Regions from separate parts of the Mus musculus genome. Here all the other regions are linked to region 6. A link is a contact called in public ChIA-PET, Hi-C, HiChIP or PLAC-seq and promoter capture Hi-C data. All regions are on one chromosome and are shown on one strand. The core of a region is the stretch at or near the end of the contact, and the rest is flanking DNA. Distances in the headings are between cores, read along the strand shown. Region 1 overlaps Dgkg (diacylglycerol kinase, gamma). Region 2 has its middle 24 kb from the start of 1300002E11Rik. Region 3 has its middle 7.9 kb from the start of Gm26744. Region 4 holds the start of Dgkg (diacylglycerol kinase, gamma). Region 5 holds the start of Tmem41a (transmembrane protein 41a). Region 6 holds the start of Tra2b (transformer 2 beta).

Region 1 (2,955 bases), core at 61-2,560, 350 kb after region 6:
TAGAGAAGGAGGATACACCTATAGGGCAACATCCAAGGGTGACCTCTGGTCACTGTGCACACACGCACTCACGTGCATGTTCACCTACATGAACACACATGCACACACAAACATGTGCATCCCACCCACAAAGCACATGAAGGGTGCTGTGTTAGACAGCAGGAGTTTCTGGGGCTTGAGAAGCCTCTGGTACAACGGAGGATGTCTGGGGTGCTGTAACAGCTACTGGGTCTTTCCATATAAAACCAAGATCTGACATAAAACACATTCTAAACATGTAGACGAATGTGTAATCATCTGCATGGAATCTATTTATTTATTTAGACTCAGTCTCAAATGTCCTAGGCTTGCTTCTAACTCAGTACGTAGCCATCCCAGCGTTGGCCTTACAAGCTTGTATCACGATCTTGGCTTCTGAGTCAAAGCTAACAACATTAAAATTTTTGTTAGCACTCAGGAAGGGAAGGCAGGATGGTCAGGAATCAAGCTGGCTTTGGCTACATAGTGAGTTTGACCCTGTCTGGAGTATGTGAGATAGTGTCTCAAAAAACCTGCCAAACCAAACCAAACCAAACCAAACCAAACCAAACCAAACCAAACCAAACCAAACCAAACCAAACCAAACCAAATCTTGAGCTGAGTGTGGTAGTGTACACCTGTAATTTCAGGATCCGAGAGGCTGAGGCAGGAGGATCAAGAGTCTCAGGACCAAGAGACCCTATCTCGAACACATAAACAAACAAAAAGACCTCCCACACTTTTCAAAACAACAACAAAGCACATAAAGACCCCTCCATCCCCACCCCCTCAAAAACAGAAAGAAAAAAGAAAAGCATTTCATCTATTATAGTCAGTGGGATGCGTGGGTGAGCGAGGTTCTGCCCTTGGTGCTGAAACCCTACTAAGGCAAGGTGCTTCCTTCCAGCTTTTCGATCCTGACAACTCTGTTCCCTTTTCCTTAATTTCTATTTCCCGTCTCGACAGAAAGAATTGAGTTACTCATCCTGACACAAAAAAAATTAACCCCAATTATGTCTTATAATTAACCTGCTTGATTTAATATTCTGCAGCTGCTCTACCGTATTTCTGACAGTGAGAAGTTTCCTCTGGAAGTTGAGTCTCTGACCTCTGCATGTCCCTACCTCACTGCTCCCTGTAGGTGACATTTGCTCAGAAGGGGAAATGGATATTTAGGGTATTCAGGAAACATGGCGATTTAAAATTTTCGTTACCTATGGAAATTAACCCAGAAGGGGCTGGAGAGACAGCTCGGCCCTGAAGAGCACTGTCCACGTGCAGGCAAGATGCTCATACACATGAAACGAAAATAAATCTTTAAAAAGTTTCAGAAACTACAGAGAAATCACTGGTTGTTGCCTTTCAGGAATTTCATAAGAACCGAGGACAAAAGAAATCAATAATTGTCATAAAAACACATCAAGTGTGTATGTGTGGTTTGACATAGCAGACTGTGAAAGAAACCAGTGTTTCTATGACCCGTGCTTCCCCTGCCTCCAGGAATTGTGGGTAATTAAAAGCTTCTTCAAGCTTCATTATTGCTTCTATTTAAACATCCGAGTGAAGGATCCTACCCGGGCTGGGCTCTTCTCTGTGGTTTTGCTGACTGGAAGTCTATCAAGCAGAAGTGATAATCACTGCAGGATTGAAGCATTTTGAAATGCTACTCAAAAATGCTATGCTGCTGTTGCCTAAAAATGGAAATTTCTTTCTGAAACACAGAACAGATGTTGAAAAGCTAATAGCTCAGTGGGATCAAGGCAGCAGATGGCAACAATTTAGGTTGCTTCCATTCAGTTCAGAAAGCACTGTGGGTAGTAAGAGGTTTCGAGGCACTGTAAAAGGGCTGGTGGGGAAAGGGTTAAGCAGTGTGTTGCCTCTTGTTAAGGACATTTACCTGTGAACTCTCACAAACGCTCTTCTGCTAGTTTCATACAAATAAGGTGATACTTCCTTCAGTCTACAAACGACAAAGTTAAATCCTTCAGTCTACAAACGACAAAGTTAAAACTCATAAAATTCATGTGACTTTGCCAGCCAGGAGCAAGGATTTCAGGGGTGTGTTTGGCTTAAGAGTCTATGTCCTTTCTCCTCAGCGTGATCCATTATTGCTTAGCAAATATTTGCTAACACAAGGTCAAGTATGACTGTTGTGGTGACAAGGCTGGTACCAAATGAACAAGAAGTAAAGTCAAGCTGAGACTGAGGTTCATTCAAGTAGGGCTGGCTCTGAGCTACCCTGGCGTCTGAAGCACCTGAGGAAGATTTTATTTTCTGTGTGTTTCTTTGGTTTTGTTTTTCTGAGATAGGTGTTCTCTGGGCTACAGTCCTGGCTGTCCTGGAACTTATTCTACAGACAGGCTAGACTCCAACTTGCAGAGATCTGCCTTCCTCTGCCTCCGATGTACTGAGATCAAACACATACTGCCTCTCCAGGTGGATATGAAGTTGAAGGACTCTTCCCAGGAGACAGAGTGAACAGAGATAAAGGGCTCCACTAAACATCTAGAAAAAAGTTACAATCGGAGCATACATTGGGGCCAGGTCTATGGAGATCTTGAATGCTAATGGAAGCTCATTGGTTCAAAATCGTTACAGGTGTTTTGAATGGTGGAGCAACTGGCTAGGATTCTGTTTTCCAAAACCCACTCTTGAACCTGAAGGGAAGAGAGCTGAGAAGTAGGCCAGAGCTCAGTCACACTCCTAGTATGTTTTCATTATCGCACAAGCAGCTATATAATTTAGGGAAAGTCTGCATTTTATGATCTGTTTTAGTGGCTTGCTTTCAACTCAGCTAAAGTGCCAAGATCTAAACAATGCAAATCTGAGAAGCAAATACCTTACTGTACCTTCTATAAGGACAGGATAAACGCAGTACTTTAGCTGGGAATCAAGGGTTAAATTCTATAGAACCCATACTCTTTAATATCATTCCCA
Region 2 (2,868 bases), core at 298-2,797, 450 kb before region 6:
CACAACCATCTATAACGTGATCGGATGCCCTCTTCTGGCATGCAGGGGTACATGCAGATAGAATACTCATTCATAAAATAAATCTTGAAGGAAGAAGGTGGGTCATTTCCTTGAAAGAAGGGACAGGAGATGGAAGATCAGAAACATTCCTGTTTATATCAGGATCCCTCTTCCCGGGAGCCGCAGGGACCGATAGAGGAAGCTGTAATCCTACGGTTATAGCTGACCTACTTGGGGAAGTTTGGCTCACAAATCCTGATTCTTCAGGTCAGAGAAATGGCTCCGTTTCAAACTTTGCTGGGTTGAAATGGATGACACCATTTCAATTTTTAGCCTTGCATGTTGGATCCCAATAGCGGAGCTTAGCCCCTAAACAACAGCATTCAGTAATTTCTGTTTAATATGCCAGTACTTCAAAAAACGCATGGTAAGACAGGAGGTATGACTCAGCTGGTAGAGTACCTGCCTAAGCATAAGACCCTGGAACCCATATTCCTGGCTCCTCCTGCACTCGGGGCTGAAGTACAGCTGTCATTCATCCTGGCTCTCAGGAGGCAGAGGCAAGAGGATTAGGAGCTGAAGGGCATTACCACCTACAGAGGGAGTTCAAGCCCAGGCTAGACCATGTGAGACCCTGCCTCAAAACAAAGGGTTGGAGAGGTGTGGAATAGTTTAAGAGTACTTGCTGCTCTTGCATACGGTCTAGGTTTGGTTCCCGGGACCCACATGGAACTCACAATCATTCGCAACTCTAGTTCCTGGGGATCTGATGCCTGGTTTTTGGCTGCATAGGCACCAGGTTTGCACATATATACATATCTTAGGGTTTCTGTTGCTGTGAGGGGACACCTTGACACAGCAACTCTTACAAAGGAAAGCATTTAATTGGGGGGCTGGCTTATATAGTCCAGAGGTTTAGTCTATGTCACCATGGTATGCAGATAGACATGGCGCTGAGACAGTAGCTGAGATTTCTACATCTGGATTCTAAGGAAGCAGGAAGAGACTGACACTGGGCCTGGCTTGAGCATTTGAAATATCAAAGCCCACTGCACTGACACACTTCCTTAAACAAAGCCACAACACCTAATGGTGCCACTCCCTATGAGTCTGTGGGGGTCCATTTCATTCAGACCATCATAATACATGCAAGCAAAATACTCGTAAAATCTGAAAAATAACTATATTTAAATAAAAATATTCTTTAGCAGTTAAACTATCTCTCTACCTCCCTTTAAAATGTACAAAATTTAAAAACTATTATAAAACTTATGTCCCCTGCAATAGAAGATGTCAGCCACTATTGAGATATTCTAGAACAAGTTATCCTTAAGCTCAGTATCGCTGTCTGCTGAGTGTGCTTTCATCTCAGTTTCTAACATTAATAAAAAGTTCTGTAGAAACTCGGACTGTGAAATGTTACTCCCCCACCCCCACCCCCACCCCAAAACAGTGTTTGAAAGAAAAGTTTCTGGGCTACAGTTCCGTGTAATGTTTACTGTGTTTTCAACTTCTGAAAATGAGAGGGGGTGTGGCTAGCCGGTGGGTGTGGCTAGCCGGTGGTGTGGCTAGCCGGTGGGTGTGGCTAGCCGGTGGGTGTGGCGAGGGGGTTGTCGTCTGCACCTTTTGTGTTGAGTTTCATCTCATGATTGGCTCACAGTGCAAAGAACAGGACCACCTCACCTCACGGTGCCTTTTCTACAAAGATAGATGTTTTAGGAGTTCTCAAATAAAAACAATGAAGGCTTCATATTATCTAGGTTTTTAGGTGATTACACTGAAGTAACAGAATTCAGATATGGATTCAAATTCTCACTTCAGAATGGTGTATTCTGTATTTGAAAACAGGCCTGTTAGTGATAGGTTGAAGCCGTGCATTTGAATGTACTATAAGTACATAATGTGAAATATAATGAAATTTAATACTTTGTTTTAATACTTTGTTTAGTGACCTAAGAGAGAAAGAGCTTTTCGTTTTGTATAAAACATATTGATTCATCTGTAGTCGTAACTACCAGGTTCAAGGTGCAGGGACAGATACCACTTGGCATACCGTTCTAGTGTGTCATGTGAGCGTAGTTTCGATTTGGAAGTTCAGTAGGTACTCCCAGCTGACAGGGGAATTCCAGCAAGGTCATTCAACCGTTCAAACCTTAAAGGCGAACACAATTGGGAAAAGCTGCCTCTGTGTAAACATTAACCCCTCTGGTTTCAAGTGGCTCCTTTTATCCTGTTTGGTTTAATATAAAAGGGAGACCTGGAACTCGATATCTTTATACTTAGATTAAAAATAAGTTTAAGGAACTTGGAAGCATATTCTTCCATGATTTATTATTTCTTTTAAACTTAGAAGAAAAAAAAAGCTGCTCTCCCCAGCTAGCTATGGGAGGGTTGTTGTTGTTGTTGTTGTTTTTAACCACTGTGTGTGCACATGTGTGTGTGTTGGGGGGTGGGGTGGGCTTGGGGCTTAGCTTGCATGCGGCGGAAAGATCCTTAGCATGCATGTCGATCCTCATCCAGCTCACGGGTTCCGAAGCTTGGATCTCTGGCTGCAGGCTTGTGGCCAGCACCTTCATCCTTCCTAGCTCTACTGAGCAGAAGTTCTTAAAATATTTTCAGTATGTTTTTCTCAGTACATCTATCAGTCTAAATGAACCAATTCTTCTTGAAACATTATAAAGCTGCCCTTAACTGACATTAGGAAACAAACGGTGCTGGGTGCAAATCATGGCTTGCAGCATTTCTCAACCTCTGGGTCTCGACTGCACAGGGTCTCAGATCAGACATTCTACAGACTCTTGCTGCTTCAGTGGGGGGGGGGGGGGTTCATTTGCTGTCGAAAGACAAGCTTTTAAAAAGTAGTAAATA
Region 3 (2,963 bases), core at 265-2,764, 410 kb before region 6:
CAGAGTTAAAACTACTATTAGCTTTCCATCCCCTCTCACAACTCATGTGTCCTTTATAATGTGGACTTTTAAAAATAAGCTTGCCTTTTTGCCTTATCTGTGGTAAGACACAAAGTCACGATGTAGGAAGAATTGAGCGTGTAAAAGGCCTACATGGAGTCTGACCATTCTCAGTGATGCATTCGCTGCCCTGGTGGCTTTTTCCTCTGTTCATCTTAATCCGTGAGATAAATGGGCAGAGCGTTTACCGAGTCAGATGGTGCTCTAATTCTGACAGTGTAGGAACCTGGCTGTGATGGCCATCATCAAACAGGCAAATGGCCATTTTAAGGCATTCTGCTTAAAATTCCACTTCACTCTAGACCTTTCACATGACTTGAGTAGCACTTCCACAGGAGGTGGCTGCTGGTAGGCAGTGTTGAGCGTCTCAGGTGGAGCAAGGCAAAGAGGGTCAGTTAATCTCAGACCTGCCCAGGACTTCCTTCTAAGCCAGTGGATCAACCTACCTAATGCTCATTTAGCTCACGGTGGTTTCCGAATCTCAGTGGAGATGTGATGACCTTAAACTGCTGCTCCTCCATCACCCAGGTGCTGGGACTGCCAGCGCCTGTTCCACGCCAGGCTGTACTACCTAGTCTTAACAGCTGGAAGGATTTTGTGTGTTGACTCCTTTTAATACCAGTACTTTTCTGTGTGACAGCGTGATAAAAAGCTGTCTTCTTTCAAAACCCAATTGTGTGTTGCAGGGCAACCCCCAGAGAATGCCCAAGAGCCAATTTTAATTGTTTAAAAATGCTAAGGGAAAACAATGTAGGGCTCTCTGCAGACACACACTGGTTGTCTCCAGCGACTTCCTGGACTGGGCAGCGATGGAACTGGCAATTCTAAAGGCAATTTGGTGAAACTATGGCTTCAGAAAGGATAAAGAAGCAAAAGGCAGAGTTGGTTGTGGTGAAGGACCGAGGAAATGGCTGAGGACGAAGGAGACATGGAGAACAGAGGCCAAGGAGAGGGTTGGCTGAGTCAAGGAGGAGGTGGCAGCTAGGAGAGCAGTTCTCACCTGAAACTAGGGAAGTCGCTCTGGATCCAGACTAAGAAAGATTCTATTTTAGAGTCCTAAAGGGGACTGTCACAGTTGCTATTACTAAAGAGGGATCGATTTGCAAAATAAGTCCACTGAGGCTTCTTATTACCCCCAGGCACGGTGCCTGCATTGTTAGCTGCTGGCAGCCCTGCCATTAATGGGATACATTAGACTATCTGCAGGCGTGGATAGCCGAGGGTAATTGAGTCTAGTGAGATAAAGTGCCAGGGAGCAGAACACAAGCCGGGGTTGCTTTTTCCAGAGAAAATAACCTCTGATCTGAAGCAAGAGTAAGCATTTCACTAATCACACAGCAACCATTCGCCAGATCACAACAAGCTTACGTGCAAATGCATACTGAAGAGAGACATCTGCACCATACCTATGGCTCGTCCCATCATGACTTCCAGACCTCAGCTATGGGCTCCCTTTCATTTTGTTGGACAGAGCAGCTTCTGGGAAATGCCCACATGACAGTGCAGCTGGTGAGGCCCCAGAGCCAATAGGAAGACAGATTTCACCATTTTGCTGTATTCTCCTACCCCCTCCTTCCTTTATCTTGCCATTTTGAGTAGAATCCCTTCCATCTGTTCATTTATGGGAAAAAAAATAACTGAACATTTGCTTTATATTGCTTGAGCTGATTTTTGAAGCTATGCCTTTAAGTACTCTCAGAGACCTCAAAATCAGATTAGGTTTCTTGGAGAAAGAAATACAATCATGTGGCTTTTCTGGCTTCTGCCATGATTTTGGTCATTCAGGATTTTTTTTTTTTCAATCACCATTTCCTGCTATTCTTTGAGCACAAGAGTTACTCAGGAAGGTGGAGGTGGGTATCACTTGAGTGAGAAGCCATCCTGGGGGACATAAGGAGATGTACTGCCCCAGCTCAGAAACAAGGATGGGTGCTGGGGATATTGCTCAGTCAGCAGAGTGCTTGCCCAGCTTGCGTGAAGCCCAGGTTCCAGCCCTGTAAACTAGTGTGGTGGCATATAATCCCAGCACTGGAGAGGTAGAGGCAAGAAGATGAGTTCTTGGGTCCGGGGCAATAAGGGGTGTGTGTGTGTGTGTGTGTGTGTGTGTGTGTGTGTGTGTGTGTTGCTTAGTATTAAACCAAAGGCCTTGTGTGTGCTAGACAAATTCTTGTCACTGAACCACATCCCCAGCCTATGTAAGATTTCTTTCCACTGAATCTTACACCATTGATAAAAGGTTTCAGTATGTTTCGTTCCTGCTAACTATTTCAAAGTCCATGGGATGATTTTGAAAGCAAAGCAAAGAGCATCCACTGAGGTTCTAAATGCTCTGGACCAGCTGGTGCTATCAAGAACGCCAACAGTGCTGAAAAGAAGGGGCCAGTGCCAGCTGCTCGCTGGGCCTCTCCGGAAGTCACCATCGGGTTCTTATTCTGTTGATATACTTAGAACTGCTGATGATCAGGGAGCTGGGAACTGTGCAAGCTTTAAAGGCAAGTGAGCCAAGCAAGCATGGAGTGGTCAGCTTAGGCTCCATATGCTAACAATGGCAGAGTAACCAGCTCCCTTCTAGTCTGTTTGGAGCCCATTGTACCAACAGCTGCAGCTGGCATGACAGACCATAAAGAAGCAGGACAGAAAAGCCTAGGGGCTCTTTTTCTTTTTCTGGGAATGCAATGCATATTCAGATAAGTTACTCAGTGGGGAGATAAGCTGTAGTCTAGTTAGGCTAGTGATAAGATTCAGTGCCACACAGACATAAGGACCAAAGTTCAAATCCACAGCACCCACAAGACACCTCTAATCCCAGTGTTTGGGACGTGGAGACAGGAGATCCCTGGCAAGCTGACTAGCTAGACTACCTGAAGCTATGGGCTCTGGATTGAATATTAAGATCCTGCCTC
Region 4 (2,989 bases), core at 89-2,588, 390 kb after region 6:
AAAGCTTGACAAACAGTTCTCCTAGGTCCTGCTCCCCACAGGGAGGCCATCGTATGCTAATGAGGCACGGACAGATAATCTAGCAGCCGGGACAAGTGAGTCCGCAGGTCCACCCAGCACTCTTGAACGCCACTGTGGTTCAGTCACATGTCATCTGGCCCCTCAGCAGACCCTCCTGGTGCCCTCCTCCTCCCACCCCCGGCGACTGAGGGAGGGGTCTCTCCGCTACCTAGCTACCCAGAATTGCACAACGGGACTGCTTGCATATGGTGCTTTTCTTCCCTGTCCACAGCAGGGATGGAGGCAGAGCCCCTGAATCACCTGTAGGGCTTTTACGAGCTCCACAGCCCCCTCCTCAAATTCTAGTTCACTAGTTCTGAAGAAAGAGACATCAGGAGATATGTGTGCGGGGGTCTTGAGGAGTTCTCGTGTATGTCCCACGGCCTCACAGCCCCACAGGTAATTCTGGAGGTTCCCTTATAGAGATACCAACACAGACAGGTCTTGTGACCCAAAAGAAACAGGCCGATATTAGATTCCCACGACGCTACCCCTTTTATTTGCCAAGGTGTCTGTATTCTCTTCAGCTTCTCTCTAAACCCACCACCCTAGAGGCTTTGAACTTGGAGTGTCCCAAAGTCTCAGAACCCTGCGAGACTGTCAGAGGCTCTGGCGGCCAGACAGCAGAAAGACATTCTCTGCTCCCCGCAGCCCTCGGGTTCCCTGTGCCGCGCTCTGGATACCCTGGAGTCAACGTAAGAAAGGATGGCATTTGACCAGTTGCTTCAGCAAATTGCCCGAAGCAAGGCCGCTTGTCCTCTGCACACCTTCGCTTCTGCACCGACCACATAGGGAGGGGGCCCCACCCTGCCCAGTCCACTGGCGCATCCCCTCTGGCCAGGGTTTGTGGCAGGTGGCGCGGTCAAGATGAGCGCAGGGGCCTCGTCTGCAGTTCCTTTCCCTATCGCGGGACCCACTCTTGCTTTGCCCTGGCTCTCCAAGTTGCTGCCGGGTCCCCCCAAACTGGTGATCCCTGGTTCGCGGTCGCGGTCTTACCTCACCATGCAACACTTGGTTGCGCGCTTGCCGGGGGCGCTCCCTCCTAGCCGCTTATTCCCTTACTTGGGAGGAAAGAGGAACCGAGAGACAGAAGGGGACCGAAGCGGGCGCCCGGGCGATCTCCCGGTGCAGCCCTCTCTGGGGCGGAGACATCAGGCAGCCACCAGGGTTGGCGCCCCGGGGTCTTCCGCCTTCGCTGCTGGAAGGGAAGGCTGCCTCTGCTACCCGCTACGGCACTGCGGCTCTGCACCCTGTCCCTCGCAGCATCGCAAGTCCAGCTGCCACTCTCGCTGCGGAGCCCTGCCCCCCGGGCGCAGTGCCCGCCCCCGCCACACACCCGCGCGCGCAGACACACGCGCACCCCACAAACACACTGGTGCACACACATAAACACGTGCTGCGCGCACACTCGCACACCCACGGATGCGTTGGGTGGGAACCTCTGTACATGATCAGGGCACTCCTGGCTGGCAGGGCTTTGGTCAGAGTGCTGGTTGGTGGCTGTGAGAAACCAGCTGACATCAAGGTAGAGGACATTACTTGAAAAATACAATGTCCTCTGGCTGTTTACGTTCCTTAACCTAGAAACCTAGGGGTCTGAGCTGCCTAAATATTCCAACCAAAGCAAAGAAAAATATATTAACATAAAAATAAATCAACAAGTTCTCTGTTTTCTAGGAACTCGCTGTCTCTGATGTCCATTGTCATCGATCCCGTCCAGAAGGACATTTCTGACAATCTTGACCCAGTGGCAGCAGATTGGTGATTATTTCTCCTCTGCAGGCATACATGGTCGGGATCAATCTAGCTAAGCAGAAAGGGGCTCTGATGGATGGGTAAGGTCTCAGGACTAAAGATTATGATTTTTCTCCTTTGTCTTTGCATGACATTGGGTAGTCTTCCTACAGGACAAATAAAACACTTCTAAAACAAACAAAATATACATGCACAAGAAAAAAGAGAACTAGAAAAAAAAAAGGAAAAGTAGAAAATTAGAGAAAATGACGTGGGATTGAGGATAAGGCCCAAGAGGCTGCAGTGGCAGAGGCACGGGGACCTGTGGGACCTTTTCTTTCCATGACGCGGGTGTCTGCGTAGGGTGGCAGCAGCGGCGATGTTATTTCAACAGAATGACTTTTGTCAGTTTCACACCACATTTAGAGTCACCAGGAGTTTACTCTCATCTGTAAAATATGTGGAGTTCACCCGTTTCCACAGCCAAGAATTCTCTTCTGCCAGTGGGCAGTGGAGGTCCCTGTGTGGAACTGCAGCCAAGAAAAGCTTTTTTTTCGGAACGCAGAGGAGCAGGGGACTGTGTGTCTAGGCATCTGGGGAGGAAGCTGCAGACGTGACTGTTGAAAAGCACTGAAAGACCCAGTGGTTAACTCATCCCTGGCCACTAGCAGGGGGTGATGGAACCAAGACAGAACAGAAGTCCTGAGAGCTCTTACACTTCCTTCCGCATGATGATAAGGGCAAAGCCAATGGATGGATGGATGATACCCTGTGCTCACACTTCATCCACAATCCATTCTTTGATCCAGGGCCCCTGGGTAGCTTCTCAGAGCTGCCCTCAGCCAGGCTGACACACTTGGTGTGAGGGTGTTCTGTAACACGTGTGTGAGTTTGTCCTTCATCTTCTTGTTTCCATGTCAGGTACTGACTTACTCATTCCGAGAATATTTATTAAAGTTCCTGCTATCTTTTCAGGCACTTCGCACTGACTCCCGTCATGGACCTCACCTGGGAGAAAAGAGGAATGGAAAGACAGAAAGGGCTTAGAAATGTTAGTGTCTTGTCTTTTAAAAAGGCAGGCCCAAGCACAGGCTTACTGTACACATACTCACAGAACACAGGCCTACTGTATACATCTTCCTTGAGCATAGGCTTAATGTATATATGTTCACCAAGCATGGGCCTACTGTATACA
Region 5 (3,069 bases), core at 427-2,926, 320 kb before region 6:
CACTCGTGCCCGCCTCTTCACACCCACGGTTTCTTCATCCTGCCACTCGGCTAAAGGGGTTTCTGGGGGAGCAGTCACAGTTTGCAGAGAAGGAAACCCAGTTGGAGAGAGGGCAGGACACTGACCAGGAAGCTGGAGCCAGGGATGGCAAAGCCCTGCTTGTAGAGGTAGGCACTGCAAAAGAGCAGGAACACATAGGCCTGGTGCTCTTTCCGGTACTCTCGAAGAACTTCAGAGAGCTCCCGCAGCTCTGCCAGATCGGAGGGGAACCACAGCGACCTAGAGTTTGGGAAATCAGGTGGAGGCGTGGGTTCCAGAGAAAGTTCGAAGTGTGTCTTCCTTGCAGAGTTAAGTTTGTAAACAGGTCATCTGGCCACCAGACATTGAAAGAACTCAAGATGACAGCTGACCCAAGATAAAACAACAGAGGCAGACAGGAGAGCCCTGGAGTGGGAACAAGTGCCCTGGGCTGGCACCCTCACTCTACAGTGTTCCTGTTGTGTGACCTTGGAGTGACCACGGGTCTTGTTTTCCTTGCCTAAAAAGGGTCTGGTGCTGGATAACCACTACACACCCTCTTCACTTATTTAGGGGTTTTAAGATGGAACCCCACAGCCTCCACCATGCTGAGAGCATCGGCTCCAGCACTGACTTGCATCCTCGGTCTCTTTTTATCTTGTCCGAAGACACAAGTATATTCATCTCCAGGCAACTGCATATCATCATGAATTGCCGTCCTTTCTAGGAGACCCTCTCCCAAGCAAACACACAACTATTTAGACAGCATGTTACCCAGATGTACTAGGCAAAAAACAACAATTTCATCACTTTAAAAGAATCCCCGTGGACACATACCTCCCATCATAATAAATACAGCTTTCTTGATAACATGGCTGGAGGCCAACCCTTTCCGAGAGCCTCCCTCTTCACCCTGCGCTAGGCCTGGTACACCGTGGATCCCGTCCAAAGGTCACAGAACAAAGACTACCCTGCCTCTGCCATCTCAACAGTTCTTTGCTCCAGCAGAGATAAACTATGAGCAAGCCCCTCCTAGTTCTCATGAGTACCTCTGACATCCACAAGAGAGTTTTTTCAGCTCCACAAAAAGACAATGGTAACTGAAAACAACTCGAATGCAGTTAACGCCTCTTGGTAATGCGGCAACGTGCCAGACACACTCTATGCACTTTCAAAGTAATAAGCAGCAGTCGGAAACCCGACCGACAAGCCTTCTGCCTCGCCCAGCTGTCATGGGAAGCAGAGACAGGCAGGAAGAGGGCAAACTGGATCATAGCCTCGTCACTCCAAGTCCGGGCTGCACCTCTGAAGACTGGCTGCTGTGGTAATTGGGTTGAGGAAGGAGAGCCACGGTAGCCGAGATGGCTGGGGCTGGAAGGCGACCGCGTGTGCAGAGAAGTGCAAGGGCCCCCGAGGCATCACTGCCAACCCTCCGACCTCCTCCCAGGCCACCGCCCGGTGTCCTCCCTCTCACCGGCCTTCGGGCTCCCCGGCCGCCGCCAGCCTCGGCCCCAAGGGCAGCCGCGTGGAGAGCAGGTATAATGCGAAGGTGCAGCCTCCGAATACGAGGAGCAAGCCGAGCAGCGCGCGCATGCCGCGGCCTGGCCGGAGAGCGCGCTCCCCCCGTGGCAACGCAGAGCCCTCCCCGTGCGCCGACTGGGCGGGCGGAGCGCGTTCTTGGACGGGCAGGGCGTGGCCCTCGCAAAGCTCCGCCCTCGGCCCGCCGCAGGCCCCGCCCCCGCCAGGGACTGATCGCTCTAGTCTAAAGTGCTCCTGCTGGCTCTACACTGAACACCTCCAACGCCTTCCCTGTGACAGAGCTGGGAGATCTGGGGCTGAGTTGTGAGCCTGCCACAACCTAGCTTGCAGCATGGCGGTCAGTCTTGTCCACAGTCTGTCCCACAAAGCAAATGAAGCCAACAAATGTGAGACTGACACCGATGGTTGTGGAAAGAAGGTAATGACCACCACAGAAATAAACAGACATGCCTTCTATTCAGTACCTGAAGTGTGCTCATTATCCCCAGTACTCATAAACACATTTCAGTGTGCCTCAACGGATGAAAACGCTTACTGCCATAACTCTTGTGTAGGAGCTAGCGTGCACACACTAGCTGTAACACACATCTGAGTCTTAGAAAGAGTCTGTGGTGCTAGACATGGTGTTCATGTGACTGACCCCAGCACTTGAAGAGAAGGAAGGCCCAGGGTTCAGTCATCTTTAAATACTAAGCAAAAATTCAGAAAGGGGCAGGGTAGCCGGGTAGTGAGAATGACATCTCTCAAAAAGAAAACCCAGATTCAAAACTCCAAAACTAGTGTGGTCCTTGCACTGTGTGGAGTCTGAAAGAGGTGAGCACTGCGTTTACTCTCTGGATGAGCAAGCAGAGGGGCAAGTGAGATGGCCCTAAGTAAGGCAACCTTCAGGGAAGCCGAAGGTTTGGGAGAAATGAATGGCTATTGTCCACTTGGAGAGTGCTAGAAGATAGTTTGGGCAAGGGACCCCAGGAAACTGTGGGGAGATGAGCCTGGCAGCATTCAGTAAGAACCATTCTGCTAGGCAGACATCGTGTTGTGTGTTTGCAGTCCCAGCACATGGAACCCTGAGGCAGAATGGAGACTGAAGACAGCCTGGGGTTACAGTGACAAACTGTCTTCAAAAAACAGGGAGGAGGAGAAAAGGAGGGACAGTGTCCGTTCTCCTTTGAGAATGTCAGAGCAAGTGGTTAGAGTAGGCTCCAAGTTAACAGTAAATACCTCAGGTTGCGGGGAGGGAGGGACGGAAAGGACCACGGCAGTGGGAACAGGGCAAAAGGGACAGGCTGCACAGTGGGGATGAGAAGTGACAGCACATAGGACCGACCCATTGGGTGAGTTCTTCAGAGTCAAAAGGCATGAAGCACTTCAGAGCACTTCTTTGGTTCAAACAGGGAGCATGCATCAAAGACCTAGCAAGTTGACATCCAAGAACTGAACCCACAAATATGCTTGGCCTTGTTTTGATATCAAGGGACTGGGAGCAACCCAAATGTCGATCATCTCAGGACTCGG
Region 6 (2,892 bases), core at 239-2,738:
GGTTGACACTGAACTTTAAATTGTCTTAGGGACTCATCTCCGTATATAAAAGATTACATCCGTTCAAATTACTCTTTTTGGGTTCAAGTTCACCATGGAAGTCCAAGAATGCTCTCTACCAAACCGTCAAAGGCCTTTTAGAGTTTACTAACCAAAAAAATAAACTGTGAACTAGTGGTTAAGTGTTCCTGTGAACTTTTTGCGAAAATAAAAACGTTAGTACAGGAAGGGCAAAACAGCCATTCTTATGATGCTTGTAAGCCGTTTCCAAACTGCAATTACCTGTTCACTGAGCCCTGGACTTCCGCATCTTCACGTGACAGTTTTTAATCTAAACTCTACAGCCACGCCACATGCGCCTCATTTGTTCAGCTTTGGGGCTGGGTCTAGTCCAGGCCCATTGTATACAATCTAATCAACCTCTACCGATTTTCACCCTCTGGGAGGTGGAAGCTTAAAAATAAAATCCCGTCGACTTCAGAGTTTAATAGCGCCATCAATTGTCGCCAATGGTTTCTCCTTCCCAAGTCCCCCCAGGGGTAGGGAGGCTCTATACAACAACGCCTAACGACCTTGCGTTCTATTCCAGTAAGCTCTCAACAATGGGAGAAACGCTGTAGCACAAAGCCCTCCAACTAACGGGGCCCCCAATCCCCCTCAGCCGTTTCCGTCTCCAGATGCTCCAAGAGCCCCCTACAGCTAGCTGTCCCTTACCGGGACCAGGAGGCCCTCCATCAACCGAAAAGCATCAGTCAGTCCCCATAGGCTCCCGGCCACACGTGGCTTTTCTCCGCTTCACCCTTGGACCCCGGGTGGCGAGGCGGCAAAGCCTGGCTGCAGGGAGCGGCGGCTCCGCCATTTTGTGCCTCTGGCAGCGCGCCCGGCCCGCGAGCCCAAGATGGCTGCGGCGCGGCTTCGCAGGAGAGCAACGGCGAAAGAAGATACCGTTCCCATCCCCCAACGCCGACGGACGCCGCGGCCATCTTTAGCCTCCCCCCGCCCCGTAACGGGGGGAAAGGAAAAAAAAAAAAAACGGTCGTGGCGGGTGCGAGGCACACAGCCCGCCCGCGGCCTCCCTCCGACGAGAAGCGCCGGCCACCAGGCCCTCCGGCGCCCCGGCTCCCTCCGCACGTCAGGCTCCCGACACCCGGCTGCACCGGGCCGAGAGGCCTAGAAGAAGTAGCAGGGTGGGGACCGCGGCCGCCCGCGCAACTCCGCGCTTACCCGCTCGCCGTAGTTCTGCTCGCCGCTGTCGCTCATGACTCCGGGTCGCTGTCACCGCTACGGGCCTTTCCTGAAGCTGTCAAGCTCCCGCCTTCCTTACAGAGGCTCCGCCGCAGCCTAGCGCGACGCCACACTTTTGCGAGGAGCTCGAAGCCGACACGCTCCGCACCACCTCCGCACCGGTCTAACACTGCCGGATGTGACGCCACGCTCTTTAACCTGGTCCCACCCACTCCCCCGAAGGCGCGCTTTCCTGGCCCCTCCCACTTCGACGCGCCTTCCAACCGCTTTCTCCTGCAGGGGCGCTTCCCAAACCGGACGTGACGTCTACCTTACCGCCCTGCCCCTCCCCTCCCCTAGTACCCGGCCACAGCGTGGCGGGAAAGTGTGCGCCTGCCTTTGGGCGTCTGTTGTGGTCTCCTCGGGACACCGTGATGTCCGTAGCCTTGCCACACTCGTTTCTGGAACCTTCTAGAGAACCGTCCTGGGTGGAAGAAGAGAAGAGATGGTTGTACATTCCTCCATGCCTTTGTTCTGTCTCACTAGTTTCCTCTCCTTTTGTTCTCTCATGATCTAGGAGAGAACACAGCCACACACTGGATTCTCACCTCCCGTTTATTTAGACTTAATTCTAGAGCTTTCCTTCCTAAATAAAACCTCCATTTAAAACTCTCGCAATTTAAACCGGGCATTAATGGTGCATGCCTTTAATCCCAGCACTAAAGAGGCAGAGACAAGCAGATCCCTGAGTTTGGGGACAGCTTGGTCTACACGGAGAAACCCTAGCTCAAAGCAAACAAACAAATTGAGGTTTGAGACAAAGCCTCATTGTGTTGCCTGGGTTGACCTTGAACCCACCGTGTATGTTATATAGCCTAGGCTGATGTTAGGAATGTATTAACCCTTCTGGGTCAGCCTCCCAAATCCTGGGATTATAGTTATGAACTATCAATCCTATGGCCTGGTGTGGTAATACACGCCTTTAAGGCGGATCTCTGTGAGTTCCAGGTAAGCCGAATATACAAAGCGAGTTCCAGGACAGTCAGGATTACACAGAGAAACCTGGTCTCATTCCCCACCCTGACTCCCACCTGGGGAAATGGAAAGGAAAGAAAGAAATGGAGAAAGGAAAGCCAGGCAGGGTGGTGCACACTTGTAATCCTTGTAATCGCAGCATGAGAGGTGAGCCCAAGGACAGTTAGCTGTTTAAGGCCAACCTGGGCTACATGAGCGGGCCCCCTTCAAAAAGTGACACAAAACAGAAAATAATTCAAGAGAAACGGGCCTGTAGTAATGGATTTCTGTTTGGGAGAAGCCGCCTGCCCTCTAGCCTCTAAGGATAGCATGAAAGAACACTGAAGATATCTATAGAAAACCATGCCAAATGAGTTCTTGAGATGAATACCATTTTGACAGTCTTCTTGTTTGGTTTGGTTTGGTTTTTTTTTTTTTTTTTTTTTTTTTGGTTTTTCGAGATAGGATTTCTCTGTGTAGCCCTGGCTGTCCTGGAACTCACTCTGTAGACCAGGCTGACCTTGAACTCAGAAATCAACCTGCCTCTGCCTCCCAAGTGCTGAGATTAAAGGCATGCACTACTGCCCAGCGACAGTCACATAGCTTCCGTGAATATTCTGAGCTACAGGATGATCCAACACTCGCAGTTTCAAT

What was found. Promoter capture Hi-C pulls out the DNA fragments that hold promoters and counts their contacts. A called contact is a pair of places that touch in the nucleus more often than the background predicts. ChIA-PET counts read pairs in DNA pulled down with a chosen protein or histone mark. HiChIP or PLAC-seq counts read pairs in DNA pulled down with a chosen protein or histone mark.
Region 1: an H3K27ac HiChIP or PLAC-seq map of epiblast stem cells shows a contact between it and region 6, with 2.8 times the contacts expected there. The contact joins the enhancer-like site here to the promoter of Tra2b in region 6. A contact is called at or near these places in 2 of 39 promoter capture datasets (cranial neural crest and stem cell-derived epiblast-like cells), 3 of 115 datasets of contacts at active chromatin or transcription factors (acute myeloid leukemia, embryonic stem cells and epiblast stem cells) and 1 of 9 other capture datasets (embryonic stem cells).
Region 2: a contact with region 6 is called in a promoter capture Hi-C map of liver, with 3 times the contacts expected there. The contact joins the enhancer-like site here to the promoter of Tra2b in region 6. A contact is called at or near these places in 5 of 39 promoter capture datasets (the 3T3-L1 cell line, 3T3-L1-derived adipocytes, the C10 cell line and 2 more), 3 of 115 datasets of contacts at active chromatin or transcription factors (bone marrow-derived macrophages, embryonic stem cells and extraembryonic endoderm stem cells) and 1 of 9 other capture datasets (pancreatic islet).
Region 3: a promoter capture Hi-C map of hippocampal neurons shows a contact between it and region 6, with 2.8 times the contacts expected there. The contact joins the enhancer-like site here to the promoter of Tra2b in region 6. A contact is called at or near these places in 7 of 39 promoter capture datasets (the 3T3-L1 cell line, 3T3-L1-derived adipocytes, cranial neural crest and 3 more) and 4 of 115 datasets of contacts at active chromatin or transcription factors (astrocytes, bone marrow-derived macrophages, cardiomyocytes and 1 more).
Region 4: a contact with region 6 is called in a Hi-C map of B cells, with 7 read pairs. The contact joins the promoter of Dgkg here to the promoter of Tra2b in region 6. A contact is called at or near these places in 5 of 39 promoter capture datasets (the C10 cell line, the HPC-7 cell line, cranial neural crest and 2 more), 2 of 484 Hi-C or Micro-C datasets (B cells and neutrophils) and 2 of 9 other capture datasets (liver and macrophages).
Region 5: an RNA polymerase II ChIA-PET map of memory CD8 T cells shows a contact between it and region 6, with 16 read pairs. The contact joins the promoter of Tmem41a here to the promoter of Tra2b in region 6. A contact is called at or near these places in 3 of 39 promoter capture datasets (the 3T3-L1 cell line and hippocampal neurons), 1 of 484 Hi-C or Micro-C datasets (cortical neurons), 2 of 115 datasets of contacts at active chromatin or transcription factors (effector CD8 T cells and memory CD8 T cells) and 2 of 9 other capture datasets (adipose tissue and pancreatic islet).

What each region holds. Positions count from the first base shown.
Region 1 is chr16:22,611,786-22,614,740 of GRCm38.p6, forward strand. All of the region lies in intron 2 of Dgkg (diacylglycerol kinase, gamma), which reads right to left. Among named protein-coding and RNA genes, the nearest start is that of Mir6362, 7.9 kb to the left of the region's middle. Within about 2 kb of position 1,311, at least 16 of the 459 cell types and tissues checked have an H3K27ac peak or open chromatin away from gene starts, as enhancers often do.
Region 2 is chr16:21,816,739-21,819,606 of GRCm38.p6, forward strand. No RefSeq gene overlaps it. Among named protein-coding and RNA genes, the nearest start is that of 1300002E11Rik, 24 kb to the left of the region's middle. Within about 2 kb of position 1,548, at least 70 of the 459 cell types and tissues checked have an H3K27ac peak or open chromatin away from gene starts, as enhancers often do. A contact at or near this core is called in liver, where this site is marked.
Region 3 is chr16:21,852,272-21,855,234 of GRCm38.p6, forward strand. It overlaps a transcript of Map3k13 not described here. Among named protein-coding and RNA genes, the nearest start is that of Gm26744, 7.9 kb to the left of the region's middle. Within about 2 kb of position 1,515, at least 38 of the 459 cell types and tissues checked have an H3K27ac peak or open chromatin away from gene starts, as enhancers often do. A contact at or near this core is called in hippocampal neurons, where this site is marked.
Region 4 is chr16:22,655,893-22,658,881 of GRCm38.p6, forward strand. Dgkg (diacylglycerol kinase, gamma) reads right to left here and starts at 1,339. Exons shown (of 25, transcript NM_138650.2): 1 at 1,057-1,339.
Region 5 is chr16:21,945,876-21,948,944 of GRCm38.p6, forward strand. It overlaps Tmem41a (transmembrane protein 41a), which reads right to left and starts at 1,677. Exons shown (of 5, transcript NM_025693.4): 1 at 1,493-1,677; 2 at 126-279. The coding sequence starts at 1,611.
Region 6 is chr16:22,264,517-22,267,408 of GRCm38.p6, forward strand. It overlaps Tra2b (transformer 2 beta), which reads right to left and starts at 1,489. Exons shown (of 9, transcript NM_009186.5): 1 at 1,225-1,489. The coding sequence starts at 1,260.